Linked DNA regions of Mus musculus: all the other regions are linked to region 2. The links are chromatin contacts, called in public Hi-C and promoter capture Hi-C maps. All regions are on one chromosome and are shown on one strand. Each heading gives the region's core, a stretch centred on a gene start, on an enhancer-like site or on the middle of the called end of the contact. The rest is flanking DNA. Distances are from core to core; before and after follow the strand shown.

Evidence for each region. Promoter capture Hi-C pulls out the DNA fragments that hold promoters and counts their contacts. A called contact is a pair of places that touch in the nucleus more often than the background predicts. Capture Hi-C pulls out chosen DNA fragments and counts their contacts.
Region 1: a contact with region 2 is called in a Hi-C map of Th1 cells, with 4 times the contacts expected there. The contact joins the promoter of Katnb1 here to the promoter of Ciapin1 in region 2. A contact is called at or near these places in 6 of 39 promoter capture datasets (3T3-L1-derived adipocytes, hematopoietic stem and progenitor cells, hippocampal neurons and 3 more), 6 of 484 Hi-C or Micro-C datasets (CD4 T cells, Th1 cells, double positive thymocytes and 3 more), 6 of 115 datasets of contacts at active chromatin or transcription factors (bone marrow-derived macrophages, effector CD8 T cells, embryonic stem cells and 2 more) and 3 of 9 other capture datasets (adipose tissue, liver and pancreatic islet).
Region 3: a promoter capture Hi-C map of liver shows a contact between it and region 2. The contact joins the promoter of Pllp here to the promoter of Ciapin1 in region 2. A contact is called at or near these places in 8 of 39 promoter capture datasets (the 3T3-L1 cell line, embryonic stem cells, erythroid cells and 4 more), 4 of 15 datasets of contacts at CTCF or cohesin (CD8 T cells, the NIH/3T3 cell line, embryonic stem cells and 1 more), 46 of 484 Hi-C or Micro-C datasets (B cells, the C10 cell line, CD4 T cells and 24 more), 40 of 115 datasets of contacts at active chromatin or transcription factors (the 230-238 cell line, DN3 thymocytes, the HPC-7 cell line and 27 more) and 4 of 9 other capture datasets (adipose tissue, embryonic stem cells, liver and 1 more).
Region 4: a promoter capture Hi-C map of 3T3-L1-derived adipocytes shows a contact between it and region 2, with 2.6 times the contacts expected there. The contact joins the enhancer-like site here to the promoter of Ciapin1 in region 2. A contact is called at or near these places in 10 of 39 promoter capture datasets (the 3T3-L1 cell line, 3T3-L1-derived adipocytes, the C10 cell line and 6 more), 16 of 484 Hi-C or Micro-C datasets (the 63-12 cell line, B cells, the CH12 cell line and 10 more), 5 of 115 datasets of contacts at active chromatin or transcription factors (T-cell acute lymphoblastic leukemia, embryonic stem cells, forebrain and 2 more) and 4 of 9 other capture datasets (adipose tissue, embryonic stem cells, liver and 1 more).

What each region holds. Positions count from the first base shown.
Region 1 is chr8:95,079,396-95,082,675 of GRCm38.p6, reverse strand. Katnb1 (katanin p80 (WD40-containing) subunit B 1) reads right to left here and starts at 1,475. Exons shown (of 20, transcript NM_028805.2): 1 at 1,372-1,475; 2 at 1-78.
Region 2 is chr8:94,836,585-94,840,217 of GRCm38.p6, reverse strand. Ciapin1 (cytokine induced apoptosis inhibitor 1) reads left to right here and starts at 1,878. Exons shown (of 9, transcript NM_134141.4): 1 at 1,878-1,966. It overlaps Coq9 (coenzyme Q9), which reads right to left and starts at 1,805. Exons shown (of 9, transcript NM_026452.3): 1 at 1,721-1,805. The coding sequence starts at 1,796.
Region 3 is chr8:94,694,775-94,698,062 of GRCm38.p6, reverse strand. Pllp (plasma membrane proteolipid) reads left to right here and starts at 1,821. Exons shown (of 4, transcript NM_026385.4): 1 at 1,821-2,027. The coding sequence starts at 1,893.
Region 4 is chr8:95,003,787-95,007,045 of GRCm38.p6, reverse strand. Adgrg1 (adhesion G protein-coupled receptor G1) reads right to left here. Exons shown (of 14, transcript NM_001198894.1): 4 at 1,700-1,832; 5 at 1,146-1,293; 6 at 715-846; 7 at 108-224. Among named protein-coding and RNA genes, the nearest start is that of Adgrg3, 12 kb to the left of the region's middle. Within about 2 kb of position 1,500, at least 3 of the 459 cell types and tissues checked have an H3K27ac peak or open chromatin away from gene starts, as enhancers often do. A contact at or near this core is called in 3T3-L1-derived adipocytes, where this site is marked.

The sequences.
Region 1 (3,280 bases), core at 226-2,725, 240 kb before region 2:
AAGCAGCAGCCTGGACACATAGGTCGGGATCCCAGATCATGGAATGTCAGGCTTGGACCATCTCAGCTCAACACTGGGCTAGAATGCAAGCAGAGGCGATGGTGGGTTAGGAACTGCTTGAGACGAGTTACAAGTCCCTGGGTCATCAAGGCCACTTGATACAGACTAGCCAGAGCCTCCAGGGCCTGGAGCTGCAGTGCACACTGGGTCTGAAAACCTGTGACTTAAGAGCCCAAAGATAAAAGACCTTCCCTAGGTAGCTGGGCCTGGTGGCTCACGCCTTTAACCCCAGCACTCAGGAGGCCAGCTAGAAGTAGGCAGATCTCTGTCAGTTCCTATCTCAAAGAAAAGAAGGAAGGAAGGAAGGAAGGACAGACTGACATAGGTAGGTGGAGAGGGGATGGAGAGACTGACTTCTCAGGGGCCTACAGTAATGCTCCTGGATGCTGGGTGTCCTAACTTGCCAACCCAGCACCTGCTATGGGGCAGAGAGGATCACATAACTGCAGTCCACTTGGATTTGCACCCCATGTATTGGATGGGGCACTGGAGTCTGAGGTTATGTTTTGGTGCCCATGAGAGGCATCCAAAAGGCAGAGAGACAGAGAGATACACGGAGACGAACAGAGAGACTGAGAGATAGGCAGACGTTCAGAGAGAGAGAGAGAGAGAGAGAGAGAGAGAGAGAGAGAGAGAGAGAACAGTAAAGGCCTTGGGAGGGGGTGATGTTGAGAGGATTCTGAGGGTCCAATCTTCTTGCTTCCTCCATCACCAACTCCCTGGTAAGGGAACCACGCCCACTCCCTGCAACTCTCAAGGGCATAGCTAGGAATTGAGTCTCCAGTCTAGGTGTGAGTCGGAATGACTCCTCAATTCTAAAAGGCCACAGCGTGGATGGAGCCTTCCACCGCCGCCACGGCCCTTCGCCTCTTGCCCAGGAGCTCTCTCGCTGGATTCTCTTTCTCCTGTTGCCTATGCTCCCGTTCTGGCACATCTTGAGCTTCCTTAGTTGGCCATGCTTCGCCAGACCCTCTTTACTTCTCTTGCCCCGCTGCTATCAGAATCCCCCATTCATTCGCTCTCCTGTTTCTGGAGCCCCGACTCAATACGATCCTCCGCACACCCTCAGCTCTGCTTCCGGCCCACCAGCTTTCCCTCTCCGGCCTCCACACACCCGTCCTGCTCGTTCATCCCAAACCTGCCACCGGTCCCTCAGCTTCGCTTGACCCTCCTCCCGTCTGCCTTGAGGGGCACTGGCTCCAGCCTGTCCTGGCCGAGAGCCTCCTGCCGGCGACCGGACTGTCCCCTCCAGGCTCGGCGAAGACTAGAGCCATTTTCCCTTTGCCTCCAAGACCCCGAGAGCCACTCTACCTGCAGCTGTAGCTCTGGAGGCCAAGGCTTCCCTCCAGGCGCGACCCCCACTTGCCTCCATCCTTTGCCCTGATTGGTCGCTGCTTGACAACCGACCCTCACAACAAAACCTCCGGCCTAGAGTCCCTCCCACTTCACTTCTTACACCAATCAGTCGCCACGGACGCCCCGCCTTCCTCTAGAATTGACCAATGGAAGCAAGCGCTTCCGCCGATTTACGTAACTACCCGCCTCCTTTCCCCGACTCAGACTAATCACGAGAAAGAAGCGCTTACGGACCGCCCTTAGGTCCCAGAAGAACCAATACAGGCTTCTGCGTTCTTAGTCCCGCCCCCAGTCAGGCTTGGTTTTTTCCGCCCTTTTCCTGCATTTCCTGGAACCCGGTTGTGTTTAAAAAATCCGCGAGCTGCACCCGATGGCGGCTGCGCCAATCACTTCAGCAACAGCTCTGGATTGACCAATAAACGTTAGTGTTATTGGAGAACCAGCTCTGAGATAGCCAATGGAAAGGGGACTTCTAGAGTGGTATGAAGTTGCAGATCTTCCATATTGAAACAGGGCTGCCAGGACCCCGCCCTCAGACTGTGAGTGTCGCCCGCGTAGTGGGAGGACTTGGCTCTTACTTGGATCCACACGTCTCCTGGAGTTCGCTGACCTCGAGGGAAACAGAGCTTAGTTACAGTGGGGTCGATGTCGAGCCCAGGAGTTCGTCCCTAAGATCACAGTAGCACAGTGGGATGAGTTAGGCTTGTGTCTGCTCGCCTGCGTGCGGAAGTAAAACTACGGAACCGGAGAAAGGCTAATATCTGTGACAGGACAGACAGGTTGGGATGGGGACAGGCTACATAACCCACCATGAGTTCGGGTCCCCCCCTTACTGAGAAACTCGGTCCCAGCCCTTTGCAGAAATAACCTCCAACTCTGGTCTATCCTACACTCACTCCCCTCTGGTCGGGGCTGCTGCATCTGGCGTTCTCCTCTACACAGTCCGGAACGGGAGGAATTTCCCATTTCTAGACGAGGAAACAGATGCTGTGGTGAAAAAGACCAGACATTTGGAAGATCGGACCCAGGACTTAAACTTTTGTTCTTAAAGGCAAGGCACACAAAGTCCCTATTAAATGCAAAACCTTTACGGGAACAAAAGTCACCCACCAGCCTAATGGGAAGTCGGCCCTGCGTAGAAATGGGTAATTATTAAGAGACCTGGATTTGGAGAATAACATTTGATCAAAACTTTGTACTTTGCTGTTCCCGCAACTTTTTATTTAAAAAAAAAAGTCAAATTCTTCATTTTGACACATTTTGCCTTATCTGCTTTGTTTATACAATTATATGTACATTACAGATCCTAAGACATTTCAGTCATGGCAACACTGAGCCTGAAGATCGTTAAGGGCCCTTAGTCACATAACCAATGTCACCACCCCTGAAATAACTTCATTCTCTAACATGCAGACTATATTAAAATGACTGTCACCATCCCCAATACACATAACTTATAAGCAGGAACAAGACTGGGGATGTAGCTCAGTGATAAGAGAGTCTTGACTGGTATGTAGGAGGCACTAGGTTCAATCCCCAGCACTGGAAATACAAACTACCTAGGACCAAGAGAAATGGCAAGGCTCAGTGGCTAAGAGTGATTGCAGTGCAAGAATGAAGACCTGAGTTCAAATCCTCACGACCCATGTAAAAATCTGGGCATGGTGCATGTGTGCTTATAAGGAGCAGTGTTATAGGGAGCAGAAACAAGAGGATTACTAAGATTGTTGGTTGTCATCCTAACTACGGGTTCAGTGAGAGACCCTGACTCGAGGGAATAAGGTGAAGAATGTCAGAGGACAATGCATAGTGATACAATGGGACATGTGTACACACACACCACACATGTGGGGGGCGGGGCACA
Region 2 (3,633 bases), core at 629-3,128:
AAGCCAACTTAGCATCCTCTGCAACAGCAGGATGCACTCTTAACTGCAGAGCCTCTCCCTCTCCTCCTAATTAGTGTATTTTACAAGAACAGTATAGGTAACTCATAGTCTGTGACAACAGTTAGAAATGTTTTGAATGTTTTATAAATCTCTGAAAAGCCATTTTCCTGGATCTGTCTCACTTTCTTTTGAGTGCCTGTCTTTTTTCCACAACCACTGTGCTCAAGCCTACATGAACATCTTTGTTAAACTTCATCTGCTTTAAACACAAACACACACACACAAATCAAAAGGCCAGCCCGTATTATTTTGAGACATAGACTTCCTATATAACTCAGGCTGAGGCAGGACTAACAAGTTTTTAAAAAAGAAAAAAGAAAAGGAATAAAAAAGAAAAGCATGATGACACACTCTTTTAAGAGCACTCAGGGGGCTGGTGAGATGGCTCAGGGGGTAAGAGCACCCGACTGCTCTTCCAAAGGTCCGAAGTTCAAATCCCAGCAACCACATGGTGGCTCACAACCACCTGTAACAGAGATCTGATGCCCTCTTCTGGTGCGTCTGAAGACAGCTACAGTGTACTTACATATAATAAATAAATAAACCAAAAAAAAAAAAAAAAAAAAAAGTAAACTCTGATTAAAAAAAAAAAAAAAAGAAAGAAAACACTCAGGAGGCAGGACCAGGCCAATCTCTCTAAGTTCCAGGTCAGTCTGGTCTATATTACAGTGAGTTCCAGGTCAGCCAGAAATATAGAGTGAGACTTTATCTCAAATACTTCAGAAAGGGGACGGTTACTTCGGAGATACCTGTTGTAAACTGCTTGCATAACATTGAAAAAAAGATGAATGTTTGGGCTTTAAGGGCCCACCTAATATAAAGTTGTCGGGAATACAGTTGAACTTTTTGTGGACACAATTTCATGGGTAAATACCCTATGACTGGATTTGTTGGCTCACATTGCATTATTTTTGTTAAACATATTTCGTCTGAAACTCTAGCTAAAAATGCCACAAAGGAAGTCATTGAAAATAATAAGGAAAGAAACACAGAACAGCATGCTTAACAACATCAGCATTTGCTATAGGCCCAGAAAATTTGAAGTGAGGAGCCCCCAAAGTATGGTTGCGAGATCTCTGCGGTTCATGGAGATTTTAGTTGCATATTTTTTGTCACTGTGTCAGTGCAGAAAGATTCTATATACGGACAGCGATTTTTGCTTTTCCACTTAATGACAATGTACAAAGTTTCTAAAAGTAAATGTCTACTATTACTGTGGAGATAAAAATACGGGGCATATGGCAGCAAATGACGAATGTCACCAGCTTAGTGACGTGGTGTGGCAATAACTGACTCTGTGGCTGTTCGGTCGGTTTCTCCAGCGAGGCTGGCACAGCGCCTACGGCGACGGAGAACGCTTTGGAACGGACGAGCTCTGTGACCTTGGGCACACCGAGCCCTCTCTGAAGCTCCATTACCTCTGGGGAACCGGGGTGACAGGACTGCCCCGCGGCTTTTGCCCCCTCACAGCTCAAAGTCCGGCGACTGAAACCCTTAAGTGGCTTTTTCCAGCTCGCGACTCCAGCGGCTCCACGCCGATGCCCTTTACCTTGCTAGCCCCGACCAGAGCCTCTATCATCCCACGCCAAGCCCAGATCCGCCCTGCGCCTTCTTCCCGTTTTTCCCCCTCGCGCCCCGGCTCGGCTGGCTGTCACCTCACCGGGCAGGCACCGCAGCTGCAGGAGCCTCCAGCCCAAGCGGCCGAGGACACCAGACACGGCTGCTGTCGCCGCCATCTTGGAAGTGGGCACGCACGCACGCTGAGGGCGGCGACGCGCCGGGCAGCGTCACGCGTCAGTGGGGCCGCGTCCGCTCACTAGGACTCAGGTGTTGTGCGGCGTCTTCTCGCGAGAGACCAGGACGAGAAGCCGGCGTCCGCGGAGCGGGTTTTCAGGCTACGAGGAAGGTGAGGACGCTCGGGGTCGCTCGAGCATCTGAGCGGGCTTAACGGCCCTCCTAGGGGCCACTCTGGTCTCCCGTGCTCTCGCTTCGGCTTCTGGCGCCGTCATTGTCACCCCTTGGGGAAGCCGGGGTGAGGGGCCGCGGCGGCCGGGGCCCTGCACGCGGCGTGCTGGACGCCGGGGCTCGTCCGCCGCCTTTTTCCGCGTGGAAACCCGGAGCTGGCATCGGGACCGTCAGTTTACTCCTAGCCATCGGTGGTGACCTTGAGTCTCCTCCAGGGCACTTGGCGGAAAGCACCAAAGGTGGGGAGAACCTGGAGCCACAGGTTGTCCATTCGAGCCCGGCATTTATGTCCTAGGATGCTTGTTTATAGAAGGAGCCACCCAGGCTTTTGTCCTGGAGAGTTGCCCCTGTGCCGGGGTGTGGTCCCTAGCGATCACTAGCCATTTGCAAGGTCGGGAGAAGTTCGCTTCTCGGTGCCTGAGTCCAAGCTGCGGGTCTTCAGAGTAGAGCGGACTGCCTCGCTTGCTCTACCAGGGAAGTCTTGATGTTTGCTAGAAGTAAACGGTGTATGTTTAGTGTCATGGTCATGGGGTGGGGGAACATGTATGTATAGGTGCATACGCATGTGTGTGGAGGCCAGAGGACAACTTGGTGTTTCATCAAACTGTGGCCACCTTCTTTGTGACAGGGCCTCTAGTTGGCCTGAAGCGTACCAGTTAAGGCTGGATAACAAACTTTGCCACACGAGCTTTTGAAATATATATACACACACATACATATATACTTATATGTATGTACACATATATGTGTATGTATATATATGTATGTGTATGCATGTATACACACATATATAAAGATTCTGTGTGTGTTGGGGAGGAGTGTCTGCTTCCACTTTGAGTTCTGAGGGTTAAACTCAGGTTGTCAGGCTTTGTAGCAAGCACCCCTAACCCACTGAATCATCTTGGTAGCCCACACCCAAGGTTTTCTATGTGGGTTCTGGGGCTCAAACTCCTTATGCTTGCAAAGCACAGCCTCGCCCTTCCCAGAGCCCTGATAATGAATGGCTTTTGAGAGAAGAGTTTCACCGAGGAGCGTAAACTGTCCTCAGAACTCCTTCACCAGTCTCCCGAGAGAGCTAGGGTTACACGAAGGCTCCGACATTCTTGGCTATTGGTTGGTGTTTGTTTCGCTTTGTGGTATTGAAGAGTGGACCCAGGTCATGCTAGGTTAAGCACATACCACTGAACTGTGACCCTATCCCTAATCAGCTGGACCTGCTACCACTGAGTCACCCCCAGCCTCTCTGCCACCTTAAATGGGACCCAAGCCTAAGATTATGGTTCTTAGGTGCCTTAAAGATAAATAAACCCACCTCCAGAAGTTACTCCCAGAGGAGAGGCACTGCTCTTACTGCCTGCTGGTAACTTAGCAGACCAGCCTCAAACTCCCAGAGATCTGCCTACCTTTGTCTGGAGAGTACTAGTATTAAAAGCAAATGCATATTCACCCGGTATTAACATTTTTAAAAAGCCATGGGTTGATGGTGTCAGTTGGAGGAGCGTCTAACAAACAAGGTCAGTTATGTGACAGTTATGTGACATTGACTTCTACTTCACCTCTTTAGTTGTGAAACAGCCCTGAGTCACAGCTCCTAAGTATGCTGGCTTA
Region 3 (3,288 bases), core at 572-3,071, 140 kb after region 2:
AAATAAAAGGGTCACTGGGTGTAGAGCCTTGGGCATGTGGCTCAGTGCTAGTGTGTTTGTTTAGTGTGTTCAAGGCCCTGGGCTCAGTTCTCAGCACAGCGTAAACTGGTGTTTATAGTCTCTGCACTTGGGAGGCAGAAGCAGGGCAGAAATCCATTGTAAGACATATATCAAGTTCTGGGGTTACAGCCGGGCGTGGTGGCGCACACCTTTAATCCCAGCACTTGGGAGGCAGAGCAGGTGGATTTCTGAGTTTGAGGCCAGCCTGGTCTACAGATTGAGTTCTAGGACAGCCAGGGCTATACAGAGAAACCCTGTCTCGAAAAACCAAAAAAAAAAAAAAAAAAAAAAAAAAAGTTCCAGGGTTACATGAGACTTTGTCTTTCAAAAGAAAAAAAGAAGAAGGAATCTTTGCAGAATGTTAGTGATGGGGTGATTGAATAAATACTTAAAATTCCTGATTTGAGGATATTGAACTGTATTATCTGATGGGCAATATAGTCATGACCATATCCTTACAAAAGAGATGAGAGAGAGAGAGAGAGAGAGAGAGAGAGAGAGAGAGAGAGAGAGAGAGAGAGAGAGATATCTTGTGCATAGTAAGAGGAGAGTTGATGATACGAGGAGAGGCAGAGCTAGGTAGGGTACCAGAATCCCCTGCCGGCAGGTCATCTGTAATCCCAGCCTGCAAAGACCTGAGGTACGAGGAATGTCAAAAGCATGAAGTCAGTCTGGATTACAGAGCAATCTCCTGTCTCAAGACAAAAAGTGGGCAAAAGTACCCCAGAGGTTGCCTGAGCTCAGGACACCATGACTGTGTCTCCGTGATGATGCCTTTGCATATCTAGCCTCCATCACTGAGAAGAAACTTTTGTTAGGACCTTGAGCTTGTGATAAGTTGTCACAAGGAGCCATAGGATAGTACAGTCACCTACACAGCTTCTGTGACCTGGTCCTTACCCACTGGGGGTCAGTGTCACCCTCATGTGCTCAGCTCCAGTCCCTTTGGGGACCTGCTTTCTATTTCCCCAACTGCCTAGGTTGGTCCTGCCACTGCGCCTTTGCTCCTCACTTAAATCCTCCCAAGGTTTCCTCCTACTCACAGATTCAGGCCTCTGCACAAATGTCACCACTTCTGACAGGTCTTCCTTGACTAATGTGCTCCTTCCTTTTCTGTCAACTTAATACAAGCTATAGCAATCCAAGAGGAGGGAACCTGGATTGAGAAAATGCCTCTATAAGATCGGGCTCTAGGCAAGCCCTGTAGAGAATTTTCTCAGTGATTGATGGAGGAGGGCCCAGTCCATTGTGAGCGGTGCCATCCCTGGGTCCTGGGTTCTATAAGAAAGCAGGCTGAGCAAGCCAGGGGAAGCAAGCCAGTAAGCAGCACCCCTCCATGGCCTCTGCATCGGCTCCTGCCTCCAGGTCTCTGCCCTGCTTGAGTTCCTGTCCTGATTTCCTTCAGTGATGAGCAATGATATGGAAGCATAAGACAAATAAACCCTTTCTTCCCCAATTTGCTTTTGGTCATGGTTTTCTACCACCGTAATAGAGACCCTAAAACAACCATCTAAAAATCTCCTGGTCACTCTGCCTCGCCCTGTTAGATTCAGTCACAGCAGCAGTTGCCACTACCTGGATTTATTTTTTCCTGCCTGGCTGTCTGTAGATCGGTCTACGGACTTCTTCAAAATCTCTATCCAAACAGGCGAACCCAGGGTTAAGGGGCGGGGCCTCAAGAAGGGGCGGGGCCTCGGGCGGAGCGGGGCTGGGCTTCGCGCACCTGTGAGTTCTGTCTAGGGTACCCAAGCAGCGCCAGCAGCCGGAGCCGCAGTCGCAGCCCCGGAGCAGCGCCGGGAGCGCGGCCAGAGCGTCGTAGGCTCGCGATCGCTATGGCGGAGTTCCCGTCGAAAGTGAGCACGAGGACCAGCAGCCCCGCGCAGGGCGTGGGAGCCTCTGTGTCTGCGCTGCGACCGGATCTGGGCTTCGTGCGCTCCGCTCTTGGGGTGCTCGCGCTTCTGCAGCTGGTGAGCCGGGTAGCTCGGGGACTGGATGGGGGACTCTCCGGGGACCCCCGGGACGCTCACTCCCAAGATCGCCGGGAAGCTTGCACCTGGGGACGCTCGTGTGACATCCCTGCGAGCACAGCATGACTCTTGTGGAGGGGACCATACACACCCTACCCGGGTGGTTACCGTGGCGATACCGTAGCTGAGATAGCTGCGCACAACTGTCCGCCAGTCTGTCCCTTCTCTTCTACCCTTCCCCCTTCCCTCTGGGACCGTGCCCTGGCTTTCTCCGCCGGGCAAAGTCCACTGCCCTCCTCTTCACCCGGCTTTAACCACTAAATGCGACCGCTCTGTAGCCCTCCTGGACAGGGCAGAACACCACATCAGTGGCTCTGACACGCGCGCTCCCACCAGGGCACCTACCCAGGGTCTGCTGGTCGAATCTCCTTCCTTGGGCTGTGGAGATTCGCAGAGGCAAGAAACCACGTGTCTGCCATCCCCCGTACTCTGTGCAGGTCCCAGCTGAAGATCCTAGAGTTGCCCGTTCCCATTGGGTGCATTCTGAGATGTCAGCTGTCTTTTCATAGTCCCCTCCTGCGAGGGTCTGGAGGCCTGTGGCTGCCCCTAGGGAACGGTCTCCATTAACTGAGAGGTCCGCTGGTAGAGGAATAGGGTAGCACCGCAGGTGGGCATGCATCTGTTTCTGTCATCATCCCTCCAGTGGGCACCTCGAGCCAGGCTGCCAGGCCGGGCTGGGGAGTCGGGAGGCTTTCCTGGGCCATCTCCACCTAGGGCATACATACTATCTTGGTTTCGAGATTTCTGATCTTCCTTGGTGAGCCTTCGCCCTTCCCCCTTCCCCCTTCCCCCTTCCCCCTCCGTCTCCTCCCTGGGTTTGTTTAAAATTCAGATTCTTGGGCCCCAACCCCGGAAAAAATGTGAAACTGCTCTTTGAATCTCCAAAAGCGCAGCAAGAAATTTGCATTTTAATGTCTTCTCCTGGAGTGGTTTTGGGTACTGTTTGGTTTTGATGAGATCAGGGAGGGTAGCATGAGGCTCTCTTCTGGGACCAATTTAACTCTGCCGCGCAGACACTGCCGACCCTGGAGTGTTGGGCTCTTGGTGATTGCCTTGTTTGTTTTATTTATTTTGTTTGATTCAATTTGTTTCTGTTTTTTTGAGACAAGAGTCGCATATAGCCCAGATTGGTCTTGAATTCCCTCTTAGCCACAGCTGGCTTCCAATTCCTTGTGTAGCGGAGGCTAGCCTTGGACTAGAC
Region 4 (3,259 bases), core at 251-2,750, 170 kb before region 2:
CTGGGCAACCCTTCCATAAAAGACAAGTGGGTTGGGAGACACAGGAAGCAGACATGTGACCCAGCAGGAAGGGACCCTTGCCCTGGGGTTGGCTTGCTCACACTTACTGGCTGAGGCTGGTGCTGGAAGGTGAGTACCACCGGATCTGAGAGGTTGGTGACTTTGGTGTTCTGCACGACAATACCCAAGACCTTCTCACCCAGGACTTGGCTAGAATTCTTGTCCTAGATAGATGAGGTTGGGGGTAGGGGGGACAGGTTGGAGATTTAAGGCTGAGAAGAAGAAAAGCTAAGAAGGCCTCTGCCCACCCTTTCTAGACTACTGTCGCTCCTAACATTTTGCTCTGAGGGTCTTGCTGGTCATTCACACTGGATGAGAACAGCACTATTCACACCTCTCCTAGGAGCTCTGTGCATTGGAGGGCCCTTCCTGCCTGTATTTGGCTCCTGGAGTAGGTTAGCTACCACCTTTCCACCCCTCTGTCAGATATGTGTGTGTGTGTGTGTGTGTGTGTGTGTGTGTGTATGTATGTATGTATATACCCATATGTATATATGCATGTATACATATATATATACATACACATACATATATACACATATATGTATATATATACCCATATACATATATTTGCATATGTGTGTGTGTGTGTGTGTGTGTGTGTGTGTGTGTATTATCAGTTACCCTAGGAGCAGGTAAGAGGAGACTCCGTACCTGGAACAAAGCTTGGCTGCTGAAGTCTACTACCAGGAGCCTCTTGGCGTCATCCCGGCGACGGCCTCTGGTCTGCTGGAATACGGCCCGGGGAAGCAACAGCGAGTATGCCTGGACCTCACTCTGCTCCTCCTGCATATCGAGGATCCTCAGTTCCCGGCCCAGCAAACACCCCAGATTCCCCCCTCACGCCAAACAACCCCCTTCTAAACACTGGGCTCTGGGCCACCCCACAAGAGACCAGGGAGTCGGGTGGCAGGAGCAAAGGCTAAGAGGTCTTCAGTGGGGTCTTGCAACCTGGATCTTCAGACACCAGCTCTCCCTGTGGGCTGTGGATTGTCCCCAGACCCAGGGGAAAACAAGGGTTACCGCTATGCTGTAGGGAGTGCTCCTGCCTGCCCTTCTAGCCCACCCCACCCTAGGGCACTGACCTCCTTCTGGGAGTGGATATGCAGATCCTCTAGACCGGCTGTGGGTGGCAGCTTCCACACTGTAGCATTGACCCGGTCCTCCTCAAAGGATAATGTGTCTCCCAGGAAGCTCACAGAGGTCAGCTTTGACTCCAGGCTCTGTAACTGCCTGGTGTGGGGGAGAACATGGCAGGTGACAGAGGGAAGGGGGTAGTGGTGATGGTCTAGATACACAGGATAGACAGGAACAGAGAGGAGAGGGTGCTGAGGACAAAGGACACAGGCAGCTGAGTATGCAGATTCAAGGGAGTGGCAGCGAGGGACAGTACTTTGGAATTCAGCTCATGCCTATGTCCCACTTATGCTATGTCCAAACCTCTCTCGGGAACTCAACGTGCCAGACTCCAGGATGGAGTCTCTTGTAGGGAAGAGGCCGGGCATTGCATTAGTATCTGTCTTTACTGACAACCCAGCAGGAGCCAATGAGGAAGGTCCAGCCTCAGAGAAGATTTCCCAGTTCCTCCTAGCCCAGGTTAGACCTTCCATCATCCCCTAGTTAGGTAATCCACACTTACTGGCTGATGAACGCTGCGGTGGGCCGCTTGGCAGCCTTTTGAGGGTGCTGCAGGTACCTGCTAAGCTGCTGCAATTCCTTCTTGAGATCACACATGTCCACAGATGCATTGTGGGAGACCTTGTGTGGGGCATCTGGGAAGGCAACAGACTGCTTGAGGTTCCCACGGCCAGCATACAGCCTTATGCAACCCTCATATGGCACTCCACAGAAGAGGGACCCAAGGGCCCAAGAGGCAGAGGGGCCACAGATCACAGATACTTGAAGCCAGCTAAGTGGGGCTGTGTCTCCTAGGGCCTGCTACACATGAGCACAGAAGGCTCTGAGGGACCAGGCCTAAGCAGATCTCCTCGGGAATTATGTGATTATGTGGGTTATTGTGCCAGCTTTGGGGATCTCCCAGTCTCTAGCTTCGCCATCTCTACCTGAGCCCCTGGAAACATGGGTGTCTCTAGGAGGAGACCCAAGTGAGAAAGCATCCATTTCCTGACCCACAAGGTCATGGTCCCCAGGCCTCCCTGACAGCCTCCCTGCTTCCCCAACCCTTAATTCTCCCTGTCCCTGCTAATCAGCTGCTAGCTTCACATCCTAAAGCCCCAATCTGTTAGTTGCATAGCTCCCTGTACCCCAGTTTCCTCTTTGCTGATACTAGGGTACACGGAATGCCCACAGTTTATGTTGCTTCTACCTGTGTTTTGTTTTTTAATGATTTAATATTAATTAATGTGTGTGTGTGTGTGTGTGTATAAACACGTATTGTGTACACACTGGGTTCCTACAGAAACCAGAGGAGGTTGTGGGGGCTCCTGGAACTGGAGTTACAGATGTTTGGGGACAACCCATTGTAGCTGCTGGGAACTGAACTTGGATCTTTTACAAGAACAGCAAATGCTCTTAACCATTAAGCCATTCCTCCAGCCCCTGTACTTTGAATAGAAGCTGGGCCTTCTGGCTGGAGAGTGGCTCTGCCAGAGCTCACATTTCCTAGTGTTACATTCCCAGGTATGTATCAAGTTATGTTCCCCCCTAGCCTCCTCCCGCTGCGTCCTGACCTTTGTGTGTATATAAGCATGACCTCCAGGTGTGCACTGCACCTCAGGACCTGTAAGTAATAATCTCTTTCTCTCCATCCCTTGTTCTCTGTGATAATTAATATTGCTCATCCGCCTGACAGGAGCCATGTCTGTGAGGGATCTATGTTAGGCTAACCGAGGTAGGAAGATCCACCCTAAAAGTGGGCAGCACCATCCCCTAGGCTTGCTGAACAGAAGTATTTATCATTGTCTGCTTCCTGACTACAAATGCTAATGACCAGTTGCTTCAAGCACCTGCCATCAGGACTTCCCCCACCATGATGGAGTGTGCCGTAGAACTGCGAGCCAAAGGAAACCTTTCTCCCTTAAGTTGTTTTTGGCAGAGTGTTTTATCATAGAGAGGAAAAGTAGCTAAGATGCTCTCCTAATGGCTGAAGTGATGCTATGGTCATCACAAAGATCTCAGATCATAACAGGGACAGGCAAAACAGTCCAATCCTCCCCTCCCCAGCCACCTATCCTCCTAG